2 separate regions of the Anser cygnoides genome follow, and region 2 is linked to region 1. The links are chromatin contacts, called in public Hi-C maps. All regions are on one chromosome and are shown on one strand. Each heading gives the region's core, a stretch centred on a gene start, on an enhancer-like site or on the middle of the called end of the contact. The rest is flanking DNA. Distances are from core to core; before and after follow the strand shown. Region 1 holds the start of LOC106046091 (probable E3 ubiquitin-protein ligase HERC3). Region 2 overlaps FAM13A (family with sequence similarity 13 member A).

Evidence for each region. Hi-C and Micro-C count contacts between places; a contact is called where the count stands out from the background.
Region 2: a Hi-C map of liver shows a contact between it and region 1, with 4 times the contacts expected there. The contact joins the enhancer-like site here to the promoter of LOC106046091 in region 1. A contact is called at or near these places in 2 of 7 Hi-C or Micro-C datasets (both in liver).

The regions. Positions count from the first base shown.
Region 1 is chr4:68,841,825-68,848,196 of Taihu_goose_T2T_genome, forward strand. It overlaps LOC106046091 (probable E3 ubiquitin-protein ligase HERC3), which reads left to right and starts at 2,970. Exons shown (of 25, transcript XM_066996351.1): 1 at 2,970-3,121.
Region 2 is chr4:68,882,823-68,889,194 of Taihu_goose_T2T_genome, forward strand. FAM13A (family with sequence similarity 13 member A) reads right to left here. Exons shown (of 21, transcript XM_048052161.2): 21 at 4,851-6,372. It overlaps LOC106046091 (probable E3 ubiquitin-protein ligase HERC3), which reads left to right. Exons shown (of 25, transcript XM_066996351.1): 23 at 2,574-2,757; 24 at 3,504-3,606; 25 at 4,336-6,114. The coding sequence ends at 4,544. Among named protein-coding and RNA genes, the nearest start is that of MBOAT4, 84 kb to the left of the region's middle. Within about 2 kb of position 3,894, at least 2 of the 3 cell types and tissues checked have open chromatin away from gene starts, as enhancers often do. A contact at or near this core is called in liver, where this site is marked.

The DNA of each region.
Region 1 (6,372 bases), core at 1,720-4,219:
TGCTTATTATAAAATATGCAAAGAAATACAATGTGAGTGAGTCTGATACCCAGCTATGAGTTTAAAAGGCTTTACACAGGTATCAAAAGTATATTCAACCTGCAGCAGGATTTTTTTAGACTGTTCTTCTGATCTGAACATCACCTGTAGAGATGTGCCAGAGCCCTGTAGAGCAGCTGATGCAGTCAGTGTGGATCTGGGATGACTTGGGCACCCAGGCAGCTTGTAAGCCACGAGAAACAAAGTGGGTAGCCTTGGTGAAGAGTGTTAGGGATGCCTTCGTGCTGGATTTGCTGCAGAGCAGACACCACGCAGAAATGCCACTTCCACGGGGGCTAGCAAGGCCTCACCTTAGCTCGTGGCAGCCAGCATGGGCAGCTATCCCTGGCTAATCCTCTGAGCTTCTCTGAAAAAAGTCTCTTTCCTGACACAGAAAGGGCTGAAAAGAAAAAATACAGAAGAGTTCATTGCTTCCAGAGCAACACAGAGACTAATGGCCACACAGAGGGATTTTTCCACTCGCTAGCCAGCAGAGAGATGTAGTTCCCCCCCTTGCCTCTCTGATTCCACCTGAAAAACAACAGATGAGGTAAATTCATGGTGCAATCAAACCTGAGCTAGCACGAAGAAATAAACCTTGGGAGTAGCCTCCAGAGGGAGCTGTGCTCAGTAAAGTGCGTGAAACCAATTTACTTTGGCGTTTTTACTATTTTACACGTTTATGAAAGACCAGCCTTGAAAGTTCGCTGTGAACTCGAAATGTGGCCAATTAGCAATAGGTTTGAGCAACAGATTCCTGACCCCTTGGACAAATTCTGGGCTTCATTTCCTCTTATTATTATTATTATTATTATTATTATTTATTTGATGTCTTCCCCTCCTTGATTGCTCAGAGACAAACAGAGGAAAATGAGTGTTAAGGGACTTTTTACAGATATCTCCAAATGACAAAAGAAATAAAAACAAATGAAACAAACATTTTTTTCCTCTACACTTATTCTAGAAGCTGCTTGTAACACAGTAAGTAGAAGCTATTATGTCATAGGTGCAATTGTACAATAGCAAGTAACTCTTTTCATGCTCAACATGCATGACCCATGCAAATACAGAAAGTGAATTTGTATCTGATAAGTGACAGAGTGCATACTAAGTATACAAACACTGGCCTTTTGTGTCTGATGCATCCTTGCAAAGATCTTTACATGGTTTGCTCAAATACTGACTGTCATTTTGAAAAATGAGAATGAAGACCTACAGAGAGTGGAAGCAAGGACAGATAACCTGGGAGGGATACAGAGACATTGTCTGAGCAGCCAGGGCTCAGGTTAGGAAAGCCAAGGCCCTTTGAGAATTAAATTTGTCCAGGCACATCAAGGGCAACAAGAAAGGTTTCTATAGGTATATCGGTGATAAAAGGAAGACTAGAGAAATTGTGGGCCCTCTTCGGAAGAAAGCGGGAAACCTAGTCACTGGGGATATGAAGAAGGCTGAGGTACTTAATGACTATTTTGCCTCAGTCGTCACTGACAAGAGTTCCAGCCACATGGCCCAGGCCCCAGGAGGCAAAGGCCGGGACTGGAAGAATGAAGAACTGCCCACTGTAGGAGAATATCAGATTCAAGACCGGCTAAAGAACCTGAAGTTGCACAAGTCCATGGGATCTGATGGGATGCATCTGCGGGTCCTGAAGGAACTGGCAGATGCAGTTGCTAAGCCACTGTCCATCATATGTGAGAAGCTGTGGCAGTCCAGTGAAATTTGCAGTGGCTGGAAAAAGGGAAACATAACCCCCCTTTTTAAAAAAGGGAAAAAAGCAAGACCTGGGGAACTACAGGTCAGTCAGTCTCACCTCTGTGCCTGGCAAGATCATGGAGCAGATCCTCCTGAAAACTATGCTAGGGCACATGGAAAATAAAAAGGTGATTGGTGACAGCCAACATGGCTTCACTAAGGGCAGATCATTCCTGACAAATCTGGTGGCCTTCTATGACAGGGTTACAGCACTGGTGGATAGGGGAAGAGCAACTGACATCATCTACCTGGACTTGTGCAAAGCATATGACACTGTCCCCCACGGTATCCTTGTCTCTAAGTTGGAGAGAGACGGATTTGATGGATGGACCACTTGGTGGGTGAGGATTTGGCTGGATAGTCGCATTCAAAGAGTTGCTGTCAACAGCTCAATGTCCAGGTGGAGATCAGTGATGAGTGGTGTTCCTCAGGGGTCAGTATTGGGACCAGCGCTGTTTAGCATCTCCGTTGGTGACATGGACAGCGGGATCAAGTGCACCGTCAGCAAGTTTGCTGATGGCACCAAGCTGCATGGTGTGGTTGAAATGCTGGAGGGAAGGGATGGGACCTGGACAGGCTTGAGAAGTGGGCCTGGGCAAACCTCTCGAGGTTTAACAAGGCCAAGTGCAAAGTCCTGTACCTGAATCTGGGCAATCCCAAGCACAAATAGAGATTGGGAGGAGAATGGATTGAGAACAGTCCTGAGGAGAAGAACCTGGGGGTGTAGGTTGATGAGAAGCTCAACATGATCTAGCAGTGAGTGCTTGCAGCCCAGAAAGCCAACTGCATCCTGGGCTGCACCAAAAGCAGCATGGCCAGCAGGGCGAGGGAGGGGACTGTCCCCCTCTGCTCTGCCCTTGTGAGACCCCACCTGGAGTGCTGCGTTCAGCTCTGGGGAGTGTAGTGATAGGACATGGGGGAATGGTTACATATAAGGAAGAAATTCTTCTCTCAGAGGGTGCTGACGCACCGGCACAGGCTGCCCAGAGAAGCTGTGGATGCCCCATCCCTGGAGGTGCCCAAGGCCAGGCTGGTTGGGGCTTTGGACAACCTATCTAGATGAAGGTGTCCTTGTCCCCTCGACACCTTTGTGCGGAGCGGCTCACTCGCGAAATACTCGCTCCCCTCAGCTGGGGCCGGGGCCGTACCCACGCTGAGGGAAGGGACCAGGCCCAGCCCCGAGCAGCCCGGCCCCGGCGGAGCCGCCCGCCGCCCCGCCCGCCGCCGCCGTAGCGCTGCCGGCCATTGGCAGCCCCGCGCCGCCCCTCCCGGCGGGGGAAGGGGCCGGACTTCCTCGTCGCCGCGGCGGCAGCGGCGGGGCTGGCGGCAGGTGAGCGGGCGGGGGCCGCGGCGCGGCGCGGGGGGCGCCCCTCGGGGCCCGGCCCTGGCGGGGGAGCGGGGCCGCGCGTGGGGCCGCCCAGCCGGGCCCCTCGGGGCTCCCGCAGCCGGCCCGGGCGGAGGGGAGGGCGGCCGGGCAGGGCTGGGGGCTCGTCAGCGCGGCTGCTTCACCGTCGGGGGCGGCTGCCCGGGGGGTGCCGCGCCCGGGGGGCGCAGCCGGCCCTGAGGTGGGCACCGGGGGGGGCCGAGGGCCTGCGGTTTAACTCCTTCGTCGTCGCACCTCGCTGCTTCATGCTCTGGGGCCTGCGCTGGGCTGGGGCAAAAAGGGAGAAGAAAGCGGGCTCGGTGACAGAAGGGAGCGGTACGCCCCTTCGTTGTGGGGCTGCTGGAAAAGGGAGCTGAAATCTCGGAAACGACGGGGAAGGGAAAAGGCTGCTCGTGCCCGCCTTGCCAGCTGGCAGGCCTCTTTGTTTAGGGATCGCTCTGTGCCGAGCGGTGCTTGTTGTGAGCACGGTATTTACCTAACTGGCTCTCCCAGGAAGCGTGCAGTCGCTGTCATGGCTGCAGCTTGTGTGTGTGTTCATGTGAGCACGTGAAGAACCTGCCTATGTCATGACAGCTGTTAGAAAAAAGGACAAAAACCATCTTCTGGTCTCCTGTCACGATCTTACACACACTGTCACGGCTATAGCTTATGCATGTGTTCATATGAGCATGTGAAGAGACTACATGTCATTAAAAAAGGAGCAAAATAAAACATCTCCTGTCATGATCTTACGTGCGCTGTTATTATTTTCCAATAATCCTCTCAGCCACCAGGGTTGGTTCCTCACCAAAGGATGTATGCTTAAGCATGTCAGCTGAGTCTTATTATAGCGAGTCTTATTATAGCGAAGATCTCCCAATCACAGCAGTTCTCCTCAAAAAACTCCCCGCTGTACCGCGTCTCCTTGGCTCTAGCAGTGCTGTGCACATCCTTCAGTGATTCAGGGGTGAGTTGTTCCTGGAATGAGGATGTTGGGAACGTTCCCTCCCCCCCCTTTTTTTTGTGGTTACATACAGGGAGTCTGCAAATGAGCAGTCCTGCTGCATTGCATCCGTTCTTATCTCTAAAACATGCATACAAAGCTGGCTGTGCTGTGACCAGTGAAGAGCGGGAATAGGTGCAGCGGTTGACTCCTTATCTCTTCACAATCCAATTTTAAAAAGGGTCAGGAATTGTAATGCCCTAACTGATGCATTTTAAAGACCTTTTCCTAAGGGCTTGCCCTATAAAAAGCTGGATTTTTATCTTTAAGATGTATCCAGCTGAGTACTAGGAATAACATTGAAAACTCAGGTAAGCGAATATGAATTTTATCCACTTTTGTGTGTATATGTGCATGTCTACGTTATAGCCTACTTGCCGTAGAAGCTTTTTATATACTCATTTTAGTATAAGGAGGATATGTAGAAGGAGTTTGCGGTGTAGGATGGCTATTTTGTTCTTCCGCTGATGTCAGAGGAATAACTGCCTTGACCAGAATGGGAAATGAAGCGTGAATCTTTGTTCAAAGCTCTGTCTTTCTGGACACAGCTCCTGCTCGAACACACGATGTATTAAGGCTTGCAGCAGCTTTGCATGCTGTAGTGGTGGTGGTGGGGTGACAGCACAGGGCACAACAGCACATTAAAACAATTGTGGTTTTAGAGATGTGTTATGTTTTCAAAATAAGTAAGATAAAAACACAGCATACCAGGCCATTGGGAAATAGCCGGCTGTGTCTGTGTGCTCAAATGGAAAGTGGCTATGTTGGTTTTCACTCTTTGAGTGGAAAGTGCTGCCTGGAATAGAGCTGCACACGGATTTATCAGCAAAATGTTCAGAGGGTGGGAGGGTGGGACTCAAAAGGACATGTTTGCAGAACTAATCAAAAATCCATTTAAGGTCAGATTTTCCACAGTTTCTGGCACACCTCATTGTCTGTTCTAGGGATTGTTAGATTTTAGGTGCTTCAGAAAATCTGACAGCTAGCATGAATGGGTTCTGAGCTTCTTTGAGATGTCACCCTAGTAATTCATATGAATCACTGGGAGTCTGACCTCTTCCTACTTCAAGTTATGTCTTAACAATGGGAAAAAACATCATTTGCTAATTGCACGCACACCCCCTGCCCAGTACTGAAACTGCTTGTGTGGAATATTAACACAAGGAAATTAATTAAAGTATTTTTAGCATTTTAAATGAAATTAGCATCTGGAAAGAAGACTGTGACCCACGGGGAGCAGACTGTTCAGAAACCTTTTTAGAAAGGTATCCTAAATTAATATTTAACTCATGTTGTACAATGTCACTGTAGTTCAGGTTGTAGAGCGCTGAAGTCTTTTCAGCTTTTCAGAGGCAACGTCCGCTTAGAGCAGCAAGGAGGGCGATCTGTGGATCTTCAGGGTTGCTCTCATTGTGAAGCACCTTTGCAATAAGGTGGTTCCCCAGGATGAGAGAAATGGTAGCCTCAGATTTTTTTGTTGTTTCAGGTGTCAGGCTTGAAATGCTTCTGTGCCTTTGTGTTGTCACCTGCAGGAAGTTGCTTATGCTGTTTTTTGCGGTGTTTATTTTTTTTTTTAGGCGGAACATGAAGTTCCCTATAAATATAGCAGTTGTGTCATTTGAAGCATAAGCACGTGCATGACTTCAGTATTACTGCGTCCCACGGCATTCCTATTCCTGGTGTAGGAAATAGTGTAACTAGCACAGAGGGTGTCTTCCATGGGCTGTCTGAGGGCAACCAAGTGCAGAGTATGTGCAGCAATGGGTTTGCCAGCTGGACAGAGCCTTGTAACCTCCTGCTTTTTAAACTGGGGGTGCCTTGCAGCTGGCCTGTGACAATTAATTATATGTGGGGGGTGAGTGAAACGGGTTATGCGAAAAAGGAGCAGAGGCTCTTAGAAATAAATGGGATTCAGTGCGTACTTTAGGGCACCTGAGAAGAGATCCTAGCAAACAGTTTGTGGCAGGAAATTGCACTGCTGACAGACTGCAGCTGGGAAATCCTATCCTCTCCCTCTCCCGTCTGGCTCAGCCCTGCCGAGGTGGAGGTGACCGCACCTGACTGCGTGACCGCAACTGGCGGGCGAGGGGAGCCTGGTAGGAGATGAACACGCAATGCTTAGGACTTGGATTATGAAAGGCTTTGCTGCTAATACCTAGAGCTTGAATTAGCACCGAGCTTTGGAAACCAACTGAGTTGCATGTGTTTCCTGTCT
Region 2 (6,372 bases), core at 2,644-5,143, 42 kb after region 1:
CCGTTAGTGGAGCTGCAAGGCACAAGTGTATGTAAACTGTTTCTGCCTAGCTAGCTGCAGTTAGTACAGATACCATTTTCCTCCCCCCCTTTTTTTTTTGTTTTCCAGCTGCTAAACTGTTTTCTTCTTATAATCCTATAATTGGATTTCTTCAGATGCCTTTATTACTTGAAACAGCATTCAAATTCTTTCTCTGCTGGCAAAACAATGTGATCCAGTGATTAGTCAGCAGCATGGTTAGGGGCTTGTGCTAAGATTGTTTGAAGACCTTGCTGGCAAGTCTGGAGATGAAGTAATTTCCCATTAATTGGATTATTTAAAATGGTTCTGATTGTGTCTACAGCCATTGCCGTAACAAAAGCTTTGTCTGTATTACCTTTTTAGCTACTTTGCTGCTGCAAAAGGTACAATTTTACAGCTAGATAGCTACCTCCGTGCAAACCCAAGAGGAGATGGGCAATACAGGAGACTTTGAGAGAGTGAAGTAAAGATGTAAATGCCAGTGATAGTCTTTTTTATTTTTGGCTAGGCCCATGCATTCACAAGAAAAAGGTCTTTTCTTACCACGGTGTGCCGTATTGGCCTAGTGGGAGGATCAAAGGCTTAGCTAGAGCAAAAGTTTGGGAAGAGCATCCAGGTTAGCTCCTTACATACTAAGTCAGGAAAGACAAGAGAAGCAAATCCGTAAGGAGAAAGGCTGGTCTGTGGCTGCGCCAGCTTAACGCATTCCAGAATGCAGTGGCTTTGTCTTGACCAGAGTTTTGAACTCAAGCTAACCTCTAAATCCAAGTCTAGACATGGCTGTCAATTCATCCACCTTACAGTGCTTAATGACTTCCTCCGCTGCTATGTTTAGAGGTCAGGGACGAAATTGCTGCCCTGCTGGCCTCAGTAGTGTGCTGCGTGCGTGTCTTTGGGCATCGCCCTTCCTACTTGAGGGAAGGTTCACTGTTAACTGAAGAAATGCACAGGATTGCTTTGACTGAAAAATACCAAGTAGGAAATGCTTGCATTTTCACTTTCTCCTTTGGAGTTTATTTGGGCATTGCAACATACAATGTTTTTGGTAAAGAGTTCGTGACCGTAACAGCCAAGGAGGTATTAAGCAACAGTTAAGTGCTTAATCAGCTTGGATTTCTGTAATGCTCACGTGATTATCAGCAAAATGACAATAAAACAAACACACTGGAAAATGCCCCTTTGCTGTGTGATTTCTTATTCCAGGTTTTCATATTTGTCAGCCTTCTTTTTGTTTTTTAATTTCTCACCTAGCCTTTGCTGCTTTTACATAGCATGTGCACTGAGAATTTCTCCACCAAAAGGTCATAATGCTTTTTTCAGTTTTGGTGTCCTCTGCTAGTGATTGAGATATTGGATTCCGTTGCTTCCCTGGTCTGCTTAGCTTCTGAGTTCAAGTGTGAGCGCCTCTTAAACGTCAGGCAAAAAAACAACTGCTCCACCCAGAGACTAGTTTCATGTCCCAGTTTGCCACATTGTTTGGTGCATTATGGTCAGGTGTTTAAAAAAAAAAAAAGAAAAAAGGAAATATTTCGAGTCATTGCACAAGTAAAATTCTAGGGTTGCACTCAGATCGTGATCCTTCAAGACAAACAAAGAGAAAACAGAATAAAGATGCTTAACTTCCTAACAAAATCCAGAGACAGAGTTTGGCCAGGGCCTGCCGCATGTTTCTTAGCAATGGCTGCAGAATGTTGTTTTTATTTTAATGTTTTTCTTGGGAACCTCTGAAGTAAAACAGGGTTGTCATTCTGGGAGAGGTCGTTCTCCTTGCCTTGCACTCCAAAGGCACAAGTCCTACATTTATTTAACCAGACTATGAAGGCTGAAGCAGAGATGTCCATGCTTTCTAAGACTGTTTTCTTGCTCTGTAGCGAGGGGAGTTCTTTAAGGAGGAAGGTAATGGGCCGTGCGGTTTCAGATCAAGACTTCTCTGAATAGGATCTCCTCAGTCTACAGCGTTGGTTTTGAAAGTGCTGAACCACCCGTGGGACTCACTGGGGACTGAGTGACGAGCACCTGCCTCTGAAAAATCACAGCATACCTAGCTAGGCCTCTGGGAGGCTCTCCGTTTTGGAAGTGATAGCTTTCTGATCGCCTGCTGTGTGGTTTGGTTCCCACTCCACAGCTAAGTGCTTGCTCTCGGCTTGGTTATCAGGGTTCTTTGCAGAGTGTCCCCTGCTCAGTAACACCGTACACATACGGACTGAGAAGAGCTGTAGATAATTTCCTGGACATCCTAAACATGGGGCTGCAATTGCTGGGTCAGTTGTGGTTCTCCGGTAACCGAATCCTGCTACTTGTGTAACTCAACCTCAGCAGAGAGGCAGGTTCCGCTGCACTGGTTAAGCGCACACGTAGTGGTACGTGCCACCTGGTGACTTTGTCCATGTTGCAGTGAGTCATCTCAGCGGGAGGCGGGCAGTGGGGTGAACCTGTTGAAGACTCGTATTTGCAAGAAACGTTACAGGCAGAAGCAGCAAAACTAGCAGTGCTGCCACTCAGGCGTATGAATAAAAGTGCTTTTCTTTACCTGCTCTCTCTCAATGCCCTAGGGAAGAATTTGTTGAAGCCTATGTAAATTACATCTTCAACCTCTCCATCCATGAGTGGTACACAGCTTTTTCCACTGGTTTCCTGAAAGTATGTGGTGGGAAGGTCCTGGAACTCTTCCAGCCCACAGAGCTCAGGGCCATGATAGTTGGAAACAGTAACTACAACTGGGAGGAACTGGAGGAGGTAAAGCTTCCCTCTTGTCATGTTTTTCTTCTTTTTTTTACGAGTACTAGGATTGGGCAGCTGCAAGAGGTGGGCACTAGGTTGGGTCAAGAGGTGTAGTAAGCTACGGATGTTTTTATATGTTTCTTGTACATCTTGCAATTATTCACATGAAAAGTTACTCTCTTACTTCACTATCCTGCTACTGATAAAGCTCGTGGAGGAAATTGGGGATGAAAAAGAAGAGGGGAGGAGGACTTCTATCTTTTTTTCGTAGGGATGAAGCCTAAGATTGAAAGAAAGAGACAAAATCAGAATCTTCATTTACAATAGAACTAACAAGGGCAAAAAGTACACAGCCAAGTGTTCAAAGGGAAGTCTGGACAGAACGCAAGAGTTGTATCCTCTCAAAACACGTGCAGATCAGCAAATATTTGTTTTGTCTCAGCCTTAGCAGTAGAAATGGCCTCACAGTGCAGAACACATGATCCTGTCCGCGAGTCCAGCCCGTGATCAGGTACACCAGGGTTCCTCGTTACACCTCTAATTAGCTGAATACCTAGAAGCCTAAATACTGGCCTTTCACCTGTAGCAAGAACACTTTCCTGTGTCTTTGAGCCATGCTGTTGCCTATGGCACATCCTGCACTCCATTTCTTAGCTGTCAGACGTCAGTCTGAGATACTAGAAGAGATCAGGTCGTGTTCCTACTTAGTCCTTGCGTTCTAGTGCTAGATGAAATTATGTGACTTTTTGTTTTTCTAATAGAGTGCCGTCTATAAGGGAGACTACACTGCGACACACCCAACCGTGAGGATGTTTTGGGAAACGTTTCATGCATTTCCCTTGGAAAAGAAGAAGAAATTTCTCTGTAAGTATTTTGCAGTGGTGCAGGCTGTCATCTGAAATTGACGAATCAATGTCACTGGGGGGTAGATGTCACTTTGTTTGGCAATAAAAGGGAAGAGGAGGAGAAATACGTGGTTTTAAGGGCAGGTGGTTCAGAGTTTGTTGCTGCAGCTGGCAACTGTTGCTCCCTTGGGGCATCATGTTGAGGGAATATTGTGTCCCAAGGGCAACCTGGGAAAGCACTGAAAAGAGCCAATCTTTATTTTTGGACTGGTTTTGTTTCCTGATCTTGTACCCACTAATGTGTATCTGTTTGGAAACAGTTGGTGTCAAGCACAGAGATGGAGGCATGCTGAGGAAAGCGCTGTTTTATTGAAGGATTATTCAGATTTAAGTGTCCTAAAAGAATCTAGCTCCAAGAAGTATTAAATCTCCGTGTGGCAGTTTTGCTGAGCTGGCAGTCACCATCCCCTTACTTGGCCAGACCTGAAGCAGTTGCTGTCTTTCTTTAGAGCATTGCTTCCAGCAAACCCAGCAACATGTGGCCAAATTCTTTGCTGGTGCAGCTCCACTGACTGCAGATTTCTTATGTATTGGCACATGCTTCCAGGAAAAAGCTTTGGAAATAAAAGCTGAGAGAGCTAGAAGAGTTCAGCATGGAGATGAGAAGGCACAAGGGGCATCGTATCACAGCCGTACAAGTGTGAGGGTGCCTGTCCTAACCAGCCTGCCTTCTCTCTGCTTCTCCTAGTGTTCCTGACAGGCAGCGACCGCATTCCCATCTACGGCATGTCAAGCCTTCGCATCGTCATCCAGTCCACAGCCAGCGGGGAGCAGTACCTGCCCGTGGCGCACACCTGCTACAATCTCCTGGACTTGCCCAAGTACAGCAGCAAGGAGATTCTCAGCGCCCGGCTGGTGCAAGCCATCGATCACTATGAGGGCTTCAGCTTGGCTTGACGTGTGTGGGAGAGGCACAGGCACTTGGGTACAGAGGAAGAAAGCAATGGGCTTGGCTTTATTTTTATAAAGGAAGGGATCAGAGCATTTTGGGGGAAAAATAATAGTAAGAATCATAGATGCAGATGATGCAGTCTCAGCCTGATGCTGCCAGTATTTTGTGGGGTTTAGCAGGGAGAGACTTTAGCTTTGAGTTTTCTGATCTACTGAACAAAATGAGTTTGGTGGGCTTTTTCGTTGTTTCCCCTCCAACTTCACAGCACTGCCCTCGCAGCAAATACTCGTAGTTTGCTTTTATTGCCCCCCCCCCCCCCCCCCCCCCCCCCTTTTTGTTCAGTTTAAACCTTTGGTGTTCCTTGCATTGAGGCTATGGTGGAAATTCAGGATGAAATAGTGATCTCCTTTTTGAAAAGCTGTGATTTCCCCCACCCTTTTTTTTTTTCTTCCCTTTTTAAATGCAAGCTGGTTCTTGCTTGCTTTGAATGGATATATCCCCCCTGCCCTCTGGTCCTTGGCAGATGGTACTGGGCTGGGGTGTCATTTGTGACCCACAGGACAGTGTATTAGTTGCGGTACATGCTCTGTCTTTTTGCACCAGTATATCTCACGGAGAGTAGGGTGGTTTGGGGGTTGGCATGTTTTTCTTTTGTCTTAAATTTTGTTTCTAAGCAGCGTCTTCTTAAAGAAGCTTCAGACTCCTCTGTGTTAAGGCTTGGGGAAGGACAAACAATATCCGTAATAACGGGTTTCTCAAACTGCCTCTCTCTTGTGTTGTTCTTCTGCTGGTAAGTCTACAAGTTAGGCAGGTAGGCTTAGCTGAGTCCTCGTTTTTCATTCAAACAGAAATGTTGTTCCAATACAAGGTGAGTTGGCTGCTTTTACCATTGCCGCCTTTCTCAGAGGAGTCATGCAGGAGAGTGAGGGAGTGTGTGAGTGTAAGCGGTGTTTACAAGCTCTCCAGCCTCATTAGGTCAGAGGAAAAGAAAGACGCATGAAATCCACATTTGTGTGTTAACCCTCTGCTTGGAGGCTGGTTTTATTTCTGCTGGTAGGATTATTTTACTGCGTGGTGTGGGAGAAACCCTTGTCATCTGTTTTGTCCAGTAAGTGCTGGGACCCCTAAAGGCCTACCTTTATGAATTAGGTTGGAAAGGTACGTTAGGAGTTGAGTAGGCAAAAGCATTAACTAAATTTGTCCTGTAAGATTGGAGAGCCATTATCCTTTCTCCCAGTCCCACCACCTATTAAATGACATTCAAATGATTTCCTCATTTCTTCAGGTCTTGGTGTAAATCTCATTTTAAGCCTAGGGTGGTTTTCAAATTGACTTGTTATTAGGACATAGTATTTATGCACCACGTTCAATATATAGTATTGAACTTTGCACCTCGTAACAAAAGATTTTAGGCTTTTTTTTTTTTTTTAAGACAAGCTGTTGGCTACACTGAGAGCCCTTCAGCCTCTTTCTAATGCAACAAATAGAAGACATATACAATTATATCAAATGTTTATTTTCGATGTGTGTGTACATAGGTCAGTATTATGCAATAAATTTGATGTTTAATTCTGACTCACTGGCTGCCTTTATGTTGGGAAGCGAAGGAGGAGCTGCTCTGAGCAGCTCCGGGCACACTCTGCCTCTCCCTGGGATCTCCACTGTCTCACAGCTTCACCTCTGAGCACCTGGAAGAAGGACTCTGCTTAGCTCTACGTTAACCCTGCTGCTGGTGAGCATTCCATCCCAATCAAATGCTGCCCTCACATCTCCAATTACAAATCAGGGAGTTTTTCACCTGCCCCTCCTGGCTCACCTGAGATCCCCTCTGAA